Linked DNA regions of Mus musculus: all the other regions are linked to region 1. The links are chromatin contacts, called in public promoter capture Hi-C maps. All regions are on one chromosome and are shown on one strand. The core of a region is the stretch at or near the end of the contact, and the rest is flanking DNA. Distances in the headings are between cores, read along the strand shown. Region 1 holds the start of Zbtb3 (zinc finger and BTB domain containing 3). Region 2 holds the start of 1700105P06Rik (RIKEN cDNA 1700105P06 gene). Region 3 holds the start of Tmem216 (transmembrane protein 216).

Region 1 (4,745 bases), core at 375-2,874:
CCAGCCCTCGATGATACTGCCCTGGACCTGGCAGCAGATGGTATGGTAGATGAGATTCCGGAGGCAGGAAGTGGTCACTTGGCCCCACCTCCTCTAGTCCTGTTGCCCCTGGCTCCTCAAAAGCCTCTGCCTGTGAGGGCTGTCCCCCATACACTGCTCCTCCAGGTGGGAACAGCCCTTCAGATCTGTGGGGCTGTTCCTCTGACAAGTCAGCCTCCTCATCAGAGATCACAATAGCTTCTACTTTTACCTGGACCAGTTCAGCTTCAACTGGGGCTGGAGCCTGGGATAGAACTGGGGCTGGCGCTGGGGGTGGGGCTGGAGCTGGGGGATAGAAGCCTTGCAATGGTCCTCCAGTATCCCTTGGTTCCACCACCCTCAGACTCTCAGGAACCACATCAAGAGGAGTCAAGGGCTCCACCGAAACTCCTGGAAGGCCAGAAGAGAAGTAGTTTACAGGAATGGTCTCTGTAGAGCTACTTGGGCTGGCAAGAGAGACGGAGACATCAGCCACTGGTGGAGGAGGTGCCCGAAGATGTGATGAGTCAACTTCCATGCTTGGTTGTGTAGTGTCTGCCCCCCCAGATACTGGTGGCTCATCTGCAGGATGAGCAATGGGTAAGGGAGTGGCTGGACCCTTCCATTCCTCTTTGTTCCAGCGGGCTGACGGTTCAACAGATGCCAGTAAAGGCTGTGGGCCTCGAGAACTGCCTGACAAAAACTCCAGACTAGCAGGATTGGTTTCCTCTTCCTTCTTGGTACTGTCTGCCTCTGCCAGAGCTCGGGCCTGCAATCGTTGCTTACAAACCTTAACAATGTCATTCATGTGCAAGTAGCTGGCAGCTGCCAGCACATCTTCTAGAGGAGTATCTCCCCTAAGGGCCAGCTGGCCAGCATACATAAAGTCCAAAAGCAACCCAAAGGCTGGGGCCGTGACAATCTCATTGTGAATACACACCAGGTCCCTCTTGTCCAATTCCCGCTCCTTGTAGAAAAGCTGAAAGAATGGGCTGCAGGAGGCCAGCACAGCCCGATGGGCCAAGAACTGGGTACTACCAACCATCACAGTGCAGTCACAAAGGAAACCCTGGGACCGTTGCTCCCGCAGGCTCTGAAGCAGCTGCTGACTGTGTTCTGGGAACTCCATAGCACCCCAAGGAGGGAAGGGTGCCCAAGAGAGTTCCCTACCACTGACTCCCTGGGAAGAAAGGACAGTAAATTAGGTAACTTCCATAGCAACCTCCACATCAGCCCTTAAATAGAGCTGACCACCCAAGGCCTCTGGCAACATGCTGTCCCCCACCCCCAACCATGTTTCAGTTAACTGCCCTTCTTTTTCCACTATCCCACCCAAAGACCTGTTGGCTCCGCCCCCTGAGCCTAACCTTAGGAATCGTCCCCGCCCCTATTCGAAAAAAAGCCCTGCCCCCGGAAGTCCCGCCCCCTAAGCAGCCTGTGCTTCCTCGATTCTCAGCCGGTGCCTTACAATGAGTCCTCCAACTAGGACTGTCTTTTGCGCCCAAGCTTTCCCGGGTGATGCCTTCACGCCCCAGACCCGGAACTTCCTGCGCTTTTCCCTCTCGAACTCCAAGGCTAAGGACTCCCAACGTAGGAACTAGCAGAGAAAGCTGAGCCCTCACCCACGACCTAGCAGCTACTAGGAGAGCTCCGCCTCTTCCCACCTCCGCTATCTTAATTGGCTCAAGCTTGCCCTCTCTTGTTGTGGATTGGCTCACTGTGAGCTACCCCGCCCCTCGATAACCGGCTTCTCCAAATGGGCAATCCCTGCCATTGCTCAGGCGTCGAGGCTCACAATTGGTTGTTGCTCCTGTCCTAAACTTTTCTTCCTCATCCCGCCTTCCCTCAGAGACCTCAGGATTGGCTGAACTTATTCATCTGTTTCCCATAGGGAAATTACCCGCCTGGGTGGGGCGAGGTTGGCAGTAACGCAGTGTATTCGGGAGTATACAGCCTGTTTCTGCTGCGGACTACCTAGAAGGAGAACTATAACAAAATGGTGTGATAACCTGTAGGCCCACGTCTAGACCAAGCTCTGCCGAAACAGTGGGCAGTAAGCCACACCTCCCAAAAGTGCAGTTCACTCTTGCAGATCTGGTCCTCGAAAATTACAGGATGCGCCACTAGTTCAGGCTCAGTAGTGGTGTTAGTAACTACCTCTAACTCTATGAAGATGATGGACTGTTCTCTAGGCAAGCCCTAGTAAGGACAGAAATGGGACAGAGTCTAAGGATATCTGTGTTGTTAAAATCTTTTCCCTGAGGGGGGCTGCGATCGGAATGTAAAGTCAATAAGTAGAGAAAACAAAACAAAACAAAAAACTCTTCTGTAAGGTCCCAATGATAAACCAAGGTACTATGCCACTAGTACCTTGGGCCCCTGAGAACTTATTGGCCTTTCTTACAGAGCCTAGGTGAGGGGTTACTTACAGGAGTGTGGGTGAGCCACTTCAGAAGTCCCTGGCTAAAGGGTTTACCCAGCATAATGTTCCTGTAGCCATATAGATGGAGCTCCCTCCCTAAGTCATTCTCCACCTATAGAATTCTGGGTATATATATATATATATATATATATATATATATATATATATATATATATATATATATATATATATATATATATGTATATCAATCAGGTAATATATGTAATATATATATTACACACACACCCAGCCCTGGAGATCCTGGGGTCATGTGCAATTAGGGAACTGGTTGAGGGAAGTGACTGGATACTCAAGTGAGGGTCTCATGACCCTCCACAGCCCCTCATCCTATAAGGGAAAGTCAACAGTCAGCAAGCACAGCTGAGGTGGTCTTCTGCCTGCAGACCCAGCTAAAGTTCTGAGGAGGATGGTAGTTTGCCTCCAAAGATAGTCCTGTTTGGTCCCATAATACACATGTGGTTGTGCATGTCCACAATATGTTCAGGAGGTAGAAGACAGAGCATCGGAACTTCAAGGCCAGCCGGAACAACAAACTTTCAGCACAGCCTGGACAGCATAAAACCCAAGTGTAGGTGATGTGCTCTTTTAATCCCAACACTTGGGAAATAGAGGCAGGCAGATCTCTGAGAGTTTAAAGTCAACCTGGTCAATATAGTGAGTTCTAGGCCACCAGAGCTGCACCATGAGTCCCTGGAAATAGTTCCACGAATGGAGTTTTGTTTATTTTTTCAATTGAGCTACTTCTTGTTTGCTTGAGAGGATTTCCACATGTAGCACAGGTTGTCTTGGAACTTAGAGTGCTCCTGCCAATGTCTCACCAGCAGGAGCTATAGGCAGGTCAATGGTGACCAGTATTGAAGAAACATTTCCCCCACCCTGTACCTTCTCCTTTTTTTTTTTCCTTTAAAATGACAAGCCCTCACTTAACACAGGCTGTCCTCATATTTGCTCTTGTATCCAAGGATGACCTAACACTCCTGAGCTTCTCTCTATTATCTGAGTCCTGATAATATCTTAGTATCTTAGTATCTTGTCTATATTGTCCAGAAATCAGCAGTTCAGTTTATTGGTTAGCAGCAGCAGCTGGATCCACTCGCAAACACTTCATGGATACACCAGCAGTCCAGTTTGGGAGAGTCAGGATAGCAAACATGAATCAGTAGCAGTGGAACGACCTAGCAGAGACAGCCAGGCCTCAGCCTTGGCACAAGTCAGCAGGTGGGACCAGGAGGAACACTACGAAAAGTTCTAGGCTGTGCCTCTCTCAGGGATGAGATAAGCAGACTTGAGACCTACAAGCATTGCATAGCTAGCTCTAGAAGCAAGCCTAGCTCAGCCTCTATCACCATCCACTGAGTCCTACTTATACTCTCTCCAAACATCACATGTTCTCCATGAGTCTTGACGCAGCACATGCGTCTGTCTTACCTGACATCACTCTGCCAATCAGCCCAAGTCCGAAGAAGCAGCAAGAAACTGCAGCACACCACCAAAAGTTTTTTGGTGCATTTCTCCCTATGGAGTCCTGACAAATTCAACTCAACTGTGCAATGGAAGGCAGGCCAATACATGCCAGTTTTTAGCAAAGAATCCTTTATCACGTGTCCTTTCATGTGCTTGCTTTAGCAGTACATCTCTCTCCTGTGTCTGCTTCAACTAAATGTTCCTTCATGAGTCTGCCTTACTCTTTCACCTGTGTCCACTTCAGGAAAACACTCCTTCACGTGTTAGCTCCAGCAAAATACCTTCCAACACAACTGACAAACCTTAAGCTTCCACTTTACCCAGGACTTCAAAAGAAAAGGCAAGAGAATTGTTAAAAGTTCAAGGCAAGCTTCCTCTACAAAACAAATTCCAGGCCGTCCATGGCTACATAATAAAACCCTGTCCCTCAAATAGAAAAGAAAGTAAGCCTAGTGCATGCCTGCAGACATAATCTTTTTGTTTGTTTGCTGTCTTTTTGGGGTTTTTTTGTTTTGTTTTGTTTTTTAAGACAGCCTTGTTTATGTGCCCCTGGCTGTCCTGGAACTCACTCTGTAGACCAGGCTGGCCTCAAACTCAGAAATTCACTTGTCTCTGCCTTCCAAGTGCTGGGATTAAAGGCGTGCGCCATCATGCCCAGCTAAGTGATTTCTTTTTAATTATGTGTACTTAATAATGTATGCTACCTATGTGTGAGTATGAGCCTATGAGTACTGGTACCTTCTGAGGCTACGAGAAGATTTCAGGTCCCCTTAGAGCTGGAGTTGTGAAATGCTAGTGTTAGTAACTGAACTCAGGTCCT
Region 2 (4,518 bases), core at 1,929-4,428, 1.4 Mb after region 1:
GGTGGCCCTGGGATAGGAGATCACCACCATCAGCTTTCACAATAGTCATACAGCATATGCCTGTTAATGGTGTGGAACAAGGTTATGACAAGATAGGATGGTGTCTTGTAGAAATGATAGGTATAAGCCATGGTTTGGGGACTAGAGAAATGGCTCAGTGGTTAAGAGCACTGACTGCTCTGGCTCACAACCATCTGTAACGAGATCTGATGCCCTCTTCTGGTGTGTCTGTAGACAGCAACAGTACACTCACATACATAAACAAATAAATAAATAGATCTTTTTTTAAAGCCATGATTTCATAAGTGGTGCACTCGCCTTAAGTGAAACAAATTCTAAATAACTAGTTTACTCAAAATACAATTATTTTGTATTTTGAAAAGTCTGAACAAAACCCACAATCCCTGAGCTTCCCAAATTCAGGATTTAAAAATCCTACCAATCCTCACCTGGAAATATCTAACTAGAAAGCTCTGCCCAGTAAGAACCTGTGTCAGTTCCTTGCTGTTCACTCCCAGTAGCAGAGGCAGCCACCCCTGGGCCCTCCACACCCTTGATCCTCCCAATAAATCTCTTATTATGGAATTTGCTACCTGTTGTGACTCATAGAAAGAAGCCAAGAAGCAATGAGAAGTGAAATGGAACAGGACTGAGGCTCCTTAGCTTAGCTGGGGATTCCCTCCTCTGGGAGCTGCTGTGAGGTTCCTGGGCTTCCCTGTTCTTGGGCTTTTGAGTCCCAGGATGCCTTTCTATTTGAGCAAGAAGGCCAACAGAGGAGAGAAAAGGATATCAAGGAAAGGAAAGAGACCCTGAATAAAGTGGGAGGTTAGAAAGGGATGATGCTATCATTAGACTACTTCCTGCTGATTAGGGGTGTCAGGTTCCTTGGGGCAAGTTTGATCTTTGCCACCGGGATATCTAATTTCTCGTTTCTTCTTTGTGTGGGACTACTTAAACTGACCAAAAACCAACTGACAACTCCCCAACTATACACCACCTCCTCCACCACTATCACCACAAATTCCACCCTACCATTTATATACCCTCTCAGAAATCCTCAGAATTCCAAATGTCACATAAATGCAGAAACTATTTGCAGCTGACAAAATCACACCCCTGCTAGAGCATGAGGCAAACCATAGTCAGCTGCTGTGGACAAATCGAAGCAGCCCCATATCCCACACCTGGGATTAAAATTATATATATATATATATGAGAGAGATTCTCTGTGTAGTCCTGGCTGTCCTGGAACTCATTCTGTAGACCAGGCTGGCCTTGAACTCAGAAATCTGCCTGCCTCTGCCTCCCTAGTGCTGGGATCAAAGGCGTGGGCCACCACTGCCTGGAGTATTCTTATATTTTTGTGTTTTATTTTCCCAAAGAAACTAAAATTCCAAAATTGTCACTTACACTCGTGATGGCCAAAGAACTAGTCTATTAAGTATATGGTAGAGGGCTAGTGACAAACCAGTGTACAATCCCCAGAGCCCACACAAAGACGAGAACCAGCTCCCCGAAGCTGTTGCTCTAGCCTTCAGACAAGTACTCTGGTGCACAACCCATAAGAAAACAAATATATATAATTAAATAAGAATCTGGTGCAATACTAGGGCTACCCATCGCTTTGGAATCAAACAAGAAATAGGAACCACAGGGTGACCCAAGTGACAGGGTGACAGAAGGGCTGGAAGCCCAACAGGGAAGTGACACAAACCAAGGACTCACAAAGACACTGGAGACACAGCCTCACCTGCTCAGGAGGAGTTAGAACTCAGGAGGGACAGAGGGAGGGAAATAACAGGCTTTTCTTTTTCTTGCCTTTCAGGCCTTAGTCACAATCTCCCGGAAGCTTGAGTCCTGTAGCCAGCCCACTGCAAAAACAGAACAGACTACCTACCCAGAGGCATTGGGCAAAAAGCAAAGAACAGCCTTTAGGTAAGAACTATCCAGGCCTAGGAAATTGCTTGATTTGGAGTATCTTTTTAGTACTGGGTACATTTCAAAGTAATAGAAATTTCCTCAGTTCTTTCTATTGTGGCTGCTGTATGTGGTGTCAGCTCAGACCTTTAATCCTTGTGCCAGGGGAATGGAGGGAGGAGGAAAAGGTTTGGGGCAAGCAGGGTTACACAGATTCCAGGTCAGACTGACATGAAAGTGAGTCCTTATCTCAACAAAATAAAAGCTGGTTATGCAGTGGATGGGGGGGGGGTGGGTATGCCCAGGGCGCGCGCGCACACACAAACACACACACACACACACACACACACACACACACACACACACACAATATACGGTAAGTGAACTGTTTCTCTTCTGTCCCCTAGCCTCCTACATCATCCACAATTACTGTTTCTGGGCTGATAATTACTGTTGGTAGCACTTAAAATCAGAATTTTGAGTGCCAGACATTTTTGCCGTTTCTCAGCTGAAATCTAGCGTGTCTGGTGTGTGTATGTGTGTGGGGAGGGGATGTTATGCAGAAGTGTAAGTGCCCATTGTGACAGTCTTCACTCAGGCACGAATGCCAGGCAGCAGCGCCATAGCAACCGGATCCCGGTCTTGGAGGCTCTCAGGGGATTTGCTGTGTCCTGGGAAAAGGCCACACTCTCTGGACTCACGTTTTTTGTTTTGTTTTGTTTTTAACGTAAATTATATCCATCGGAAGCGGTTTACACACGCCCACACGCCACTCTTGTCCTCTTCATCTTCTAGAATCTTTGTTTAGGAGGATCCAAAGTGATTTTTCTTTCCCTAAAGCGTATGTGCTAGTAGAAAGGAACGAGGCCCAAAGAAATTAGAAGAGATGTCTCCACACTTCTGAGCCTATGTATCCTTCACACATCCCCACCGGTCTTTTCTCGTCTGTGTTGCCTCCCAGGCAGGCAGCTAGTCAGGGGAAAGCCAAGAAGTAAGATGCCGAGCAGCCCTTTCCTCCAGCCATTGGTGGGGATGCCCTACCGGGTCTCCAAGGCTGCCGGCGCCGCTCCCAGGAAAACTCCAGGCTTCGCCGCCGAGCAAACCGGCCAGAGACAAACGCGCTGCACAGGGTTCTGGCCCAGACCTGTGGCTGGGGCGGGGCTAGGGGGCGTGTCCTCACGTGATTGGCCAGCCTGGTCTGGAGGCGGGACTGCCGGACGGACGCTGACAATGAGCCTCCATAAAAGGGAGCGGCGGGGTTGGGGGCCCCGGATCGAACCCTCCCCGCCCGGGGTCGTGACGCGTTGAAGCCCGTGGCTGGCGGGGCGGCCGGGCGAGCGGCGGGTGAGCTAGGCGAGCCGCGGGCCCGGGGTGGTCCGGGGCAGGAGGCGGCCGCCACAGGCGGTGCGCCGAGGTCTGTGCGAACGTCCTCGGCTATCCGGTCGCCCTTCTTCGCCTCGCCATGGCCCTGAAAGCCAAGGGCGCCGCGGCTCTGGATTGCTTCGAGGTGACGCTCAAGTGTGAGGAAGGGGATGATGACGACGAGGCCGTGGTGGTGGCCGTGATCCCGCGGCCCGAGCCGATGCTCCGAGGTGAGGGGGGGGACACCTCACTTCCGCTTGGTGGTCCGGGACTAGATCTCCAGGTCCCGGTCCCCGGTTCCCGGTCCCCAGGCGCTTCCCTGGGCCGGCATCTGCAGCCCCAGAGGGCCCTTCCCTGTCCGGTCCGCGGCTACGGCGCCCTCGCTCCTCCCCCACCGGGTTTGGAATCCCAGGCCTCTCGGAGCCCCCCTTCCTCCGCCGCCCCTCCCCCGCTCAGGGTCTAGAGACTTCCATCCACACCGAAGGAGCGGTTCAGGTCTTCCGGTTCCCTGCGCCCCCTCGGGCCCAGAGTAGAGGCCGGATTCCCAGTACAGTGGTTTGTGCCCGGCTGTTGTCTCCCGGTTCCGGTCTGTTTCTTAGGCCGAGGGGCGACCAGGCCTCTAGGCCCCAGGCTAGTCCCCCGTAGTGATAACGGAGGTGAAGGCTGGCGCGGCTGGCGACCTCCAGAGAGGGGAAATAACCCAGTAAGTAGAAGCCTCCACCCGTCCTCAATCCTCTAGGCCTTCTGTTTCAGGAGCCACAGGTGTCAAGTCTAAAACCCGGCATTTGAATGGAATTGCTAGTAGCACCCCGTTTGAGAAAAGCGGGACTTGCTTGGGGGTGGGTAACAAGCCATGTCATCTACATGGAGATTAGTCACCAAAGGAGGTGTTTGAGGGACAATCTGGGAATACATTGCTCTCCCTTCCCGTCCTCCTTCCCCAGCCTCTCTGGTCCAAAGGAGAAAACAAAGAGCTACCTTTGTGGAAGATAATTAGTCATGAAAAATGCAAATATTTCCTTAGGGTGGAATACCTGTTTCCCTTAAGCATGACAGTACCCAGAATAGATTGAGAACCAAATTGGTCATTGTGTTTCTTTAACTCATTTTTGGAGATGGGAGGGAAGGTTAGGAAATTGGGGGGTGGGGCACATTCCTCTCACTGTTTGGTGCATCACACAGGTTATTTTTTACTTGTGCTGGTTTATAGAGTGCTTAACCAAGATGGCTTCATCACTG
Region 3 (4,760 bases), core at 2,150-4,649, 1.8 Mb before region 1:
TATGACCAATTTCTTTCTTGAACATAAGACCCAATAAAACATTGGGAATGAAATTCATCCATAGACACAGAGGAATGAATCAGGCTCACAATATTTAACTGCTCTTTTGGAGAACCTAGATTCCATTCCCAGCACCCACATGGAAATTCAGAAACATCTGTACCTCCCGTTCCAGGATATCCAATTGCAGGATATAAAACCATGCCAGGAAGTTTGGTAAGGTAGAACAGGTTGAGACCCAGAGAATCAGTGGGCTTAGGTGACTCCCAGCTCCCCGACAGACTCCTGACATATTAAAATTTAAAAGTTGTTTTTTTTTAAAAAAAGATTTAGCTGGGCGTGGTGGCAAACACCTTTAATCCCAGCACTAGGGAGGCAGAGGCAGGCGAATTTCTGAGTTCGAGGCCAGCCTGGTCTACAGAGTGAGTTCCAGGACAGCCAGGGCTACACAGAGAAACCCTGTCTCGAACACCCCCCCCCCAAAAAAAAAGATTTATTGATTTATTTATTATATGTAAGTACACTGTAGCTGTCTTCAGACACTCCAGAAGAGGGCATCAGATCTCATTACAGATGGTTGTGAGACACCATGTGGTTGTTGGGATTTGAACTCAGGACCCACGGAAGAGCAGTCAGTGCTCTTAACTGTTGAGCCATCTCTCCAGCCCTTAAAAGTTGTTTTAAATTAAAGGAATAGTCTTCCTCATGGGAGAGTACAGGAGTTAGTTATTAAATACAAAATGGTCAGCCCAGAAAAGATACATACAAATAATATTTTACAGATCAAGGTTATAATTAGAAATATATATGTATGTGCATGTACATATATTCCTGTAATAATAATGAATGAAAAGGAAGTCATGGGGGAGGGGGGCTGAACCATGAGAACGCTGACACTGACTGCTCTTCCAGAGGTCCTAAATTCAATTCCCAGCAACCATATGGTGGCTCACAACCATCTACAATGAAGTCTGGTGCCCTCTTCTGGCACAGTGACACATACGTAGGCAAAACAATGTACATAATAAATTAATAAATTGGGTGTTGGAGAAATGGCTCAGTGGGTAAGAGCACTGACTGCTCTTCGAAGGTCCTGAGTTCAAATCCCAGCAACATGGTGGCTCACAACCATCTGTAATGAGATCTGGCGCCCTCTTCTGGAGTGTCTGAAGACAGCTACAGTGTACTTACATATAATAAATAAATAAATCTTTAAAAAAATAAATCTTAAAAAAAAATAAAAAGAAAGAAAGAAAGAAAGAAAGAAAGAAAGAAAGAAAGAGAGAAAGAAAGAAGCCATGAATTTGAAAGAGCAAAGAGAGGGGTATATTGGATGGCTTGGAGGAGGAAAAGGAAGAAATGATGTCATTATATTATAATCTCAAAAAAAATGGGAAAAAATAAGTGGATCTTCTCACTTCAAATGATTTAATGAAGAAAAAAAAAATCCGAGGCCTTTTGAGTTTTAGTCAATTACAGATGTGATCGAGTTGAAAACCAAGAATAGCCATCATAATGTGTTAATTTAGCAAGATCAATGGAGTGGAATAAATTTGCCTTGGGTCCTAAAAGCCCTTGTACTTCTAGTCAATGGTGCATGGCCCTGAGAGGCCTTGATATTGAGTACTTAGGCAATTAAGTAGGTCAAATTACCACAGTGAAATTTTCTTCCTCTGTAGAGGTAGAGGGCTCAGTTTTGTTTTTCTTTTTCTTTTTTTTTTTTTTTAAGATTTATTTATTTATGTATGTGAGTACACTGTAGCTGTCTTCAGACACACCAGAAGAGGCCATCAGATCCTATCACAGATAGTTGTGAGCCACCATGTGGTTTCTGGGAATTGAACTCAGGACCTCAGGAAGAGCAGTCAGTGCTCTTAACCACTGAGCCGTCTCTCCAGCCTGGGGCTGAGTTTTATTTGTGGCTTACTAAAGAAAAGTGTGTAAGAGCACGGCTATAGATAAAGCCCAGTGGGGAGTGTTTGCTTAGCAGCCCCAAGCTTTGGGTTAGACCCCAGAGGGCAGGAGACCCAGCTGCATATTCTAAGGTTCCTGCAGGTTACTGACTTAGTCTGTGTCCACTTTTGGTACCTATGCTGTTGTGGCATCCTGACATGAAACAGCATCATTTTCTTAACCAACCAGGTGATATTAAGGCTATAGATTATATCATCTCTGTTGACAATGGGTAAACTTTTCACTGTAGCATGAGAACTATATGTGTATACAATATCAAAATGTTTAGGCAGAGTGATTTAAGACCCATAATTTACAAAAACAAGCAACTGGTCCACCCTCCTTTCCTCTGAGACTCAGAGCAGGGGTGTGTATGAAGGTAGTTCAGATGGGGTGCAGGGACCAGGGCTTTCTCCATCACCTCACCTTGCCGTGGTCCTTTAGTGGGAACTTAGAATTCCATTTAAGACCTGCCAGAACATTGTGACACCCACTTGAAACCCCTGTACTGGACGGGAAGCAGAGGCAGGAGAATTTGAGGCCTGCCTAGCCTACATAGGAGACCTGTCTAGCCAAACTAAACCAGACCTGAATAAGGCAGTGGAAGGCACAAGCAGAAGTGAAGGAGGAAGGAGAGCAGAGGTGGAGGTGGGGAGTGATGGAGGGAGGCTTCTACTTAAATTATTCTCCCGGAGTGAGGACCTGCTTTGAGAAGCAACAATTACTGCCTTTATCCACACTCCTACTAGGTAGGGAAATAGCACTTTCATTACAGGTTACTTACTCTCTCCCGTTATTTGTTGACTGACTGCCATACTCTAAGGGCTGACAGCTGGAGTCTTTTCAGAAATCTTACTCTTTCACCCCCTGCCTGCAACAACACGCTCTTGCTTCAAATTGCGGCCAGGGTTCGTTCATAGCGCAAGCTTGTTGGAAACATTTCTCAATTTCCAACTGGCCAGACGCTGTCTCCTTTCAACACCCTTGCACTCTTTGGGTCGCAGGAGAATCTCATTATAGCACCGCTGTTTTCCCTTGTACTCCTAGAAAGGACATTCTATCTTCAACGGTTTTGGTGTTTACATAGGCTCCAGGTAAGCCTTTTGCACGACAGTGGCATGGGGTGTTTTTAAAAAAAACACATGCAGTAGAAAAGAGAATGGTGGGCGCAGGGCCGATCCTCCAACTACTCGGCCACACCGGGCCACTAACGACCTACGCCATGACGCCGGGGATGGAGAGAGTTCAGCTGGAGAAGTGTTCTGGTCTCTCTGCCGTCGTTTAAAACCCCATCCTCCCCCTAGACCACTGTAGGTGGTTGACGGCTGGCGCTGTTCTGTGCATGGGCGCGGCCGGTGGGGTAACCATAGAGTAGCACCGGCAGGCAGAGCGGCCAGAAGACCGGGCGGCTCGGTGCCGCGCTTCCGGCAGCGCCGCATTGCTCCGGGCGCTGCAGTGTACGCAGTTTCCATGGGGACTGAACATGGCGCCGCGAGGTGAGACTCTGGAGGTGTGTGTCTCTGCCCCTTATCCCACGGGTACCTGCCAGCCCCCTCCACCTCTCTGTCTCCAGAGCTCGACCTAATCCTCCATTTCTAAAAGTCGGGGTCTTACTCTTCACTTGTCTAAATCGGGCTTGGGTTGTTCTGATCACCCCGAGTGCCTGCATGGGTACTCGAATACCGTACTCTTAAAAATCCCCGGCTGGCCCTATTCTGGGATGGCTCAGTTATGAATCCTCCCGCCTTGGACAGAATTAGTTTCTGTGCCTCAATTTCCCCCTCAGAAGTGACAGGGTTGAATATTTGAGGTGCCTCTCAGCTGTGATTATAGCTGAATTGTCAGAGAAGTAGATGTCAAAGTGATTCCTGAGAAAGGAGATTGAAGGCAGTTCCTGCCACACCAACACTCACGTCATTAGCAATCAGAAGTTTCTCCCTCATTCACAATAATCTTGTGATTTCTCCGGATTACAAAGAACCTTCACACAGAACAGAGTAGAGCTCTAGCTGCCCTGCCCATTCTTTGTTTTGCTTTCTTTCAGATAAAAGATTGTCCTCAACCCCCCTGGAAGTCCTGTTCTTTCTGAATGGGTGGTACTATGCTACCTATTTCCTGCTGGAGCTCCTTATTTTCCTGTACAAAGGTAAGCCTGGGCCTATCTGCCTCTGCCCCAGCAACCCTTTTCCACTTTAGCATACTCCAAGAACCTTCTATCTTCTGGTCCTAGCGGCATCTCCATTGCAAGGCAGAAGTCTCTCCAACTAATGGCTTTAGAATGATCAAATAGGATGTCTTTCAGCAAGACTTGAGTTTGAGAAATGTGGGTTTCTCCATCCCAACTCTTTCCCCATCTCTCTTTACTAAAATATTCAGATCTGTGTACCATTATAATTCAGTCATTTGGCAGAGTCAGGACTTGGAAACTTAAAGCCTGTAGCTGTAACAATCTATACCTTGCTGATTTGTGAGATGTTAAGACTGGTTGGTATCCTTGTCCCGGGTTTGTGGCCGTCCATCCTTGTGGGGCCGTGGGGCTGACCGTTAGCTAGGTGGTGTGTGCATACTCTGGCTTTCCCTCCTGTAGGGCTCCTGTTGCCGTACCCAACAGCCAACTTAGTCCTGGATGTGGTGATGCTGCTGCTCTATCTTGGCATTGAAGTCATACGATTGTTTTTCGGTGAGTGTTGTTCAGAAAATATTTCCATTGCTTATGAGACATGCTGGAGCCTGTAACTTGATTAACAAGACAAAGAACCTAGGCTCACTATCAGAGTGGATCTGGTAATGTATATACCATTGCTTCT

What was found. Promoter capture Hi-C pulls out the DNA fragments that hold promoters and counts their contacts.
Region 2: a promoter capture Hi-C map of second pharyngeal arch cranial neural crest shows a contact between it and region 1. A contact is called at or near these places in 4 of 39 promoter capture datasets (embryonic stem cells, hippocampal neurons, liver and 1 more).
Region 3: a promoter capture Hi-C map of cranial neural crest shows a contact between it and region 1. A contact is called at or near these places in 1 of 39 promoter capture datasets (cranial neural crest) and 1 of 130 datasets of targeted methods (astrocytes).

What each region holds. Positions count from the first base shown.
Region 1 is chr19:8,799,427-8,804,171 of GRCm38.p6, reverse strand. It overlaps Zbtb3 (zinc finger and BTB domain containing 3), which reads right to left and starts at 1,624. Exons shown (of 2, transcript NM_001098237.2): 1 at 1,487-1,624; 2 at 1-1,198. The coding sequence starts at 1,147.
Region 2 is chr19:7,381,663-7,386,180 of GRCm38.p6, reverse strand. It overlaps 1700105P06Rik (RIKEN cDNA 1700105P06 gene), which reads right to left and starts at 3,178. Exons shown (of 1, transcript NR_045703.1): 1 at 2,620-3,178. Spindoc (spindlin interactor and repressor of chromatin binding) reads left to right here and starts at 3,155. Exons shown (of 6, transcript NM_001033139.3): 1 at 3,155-3,509. The coding sequence starts at 3,380.
Region 3 is chr19:10,554,402-10,559,161 of GRCm38.p6, reverse strand. It overlaps Tmem216 (transmembrane protein 216), which reads left to right and starts at 3,399. Exons shown (of 5, transcript NM_001277860.1): 1 at 3,399-3,449; 2 at 3,998-4,099; 3 at 4,541-4,633. The coding sequence starts at 3,437.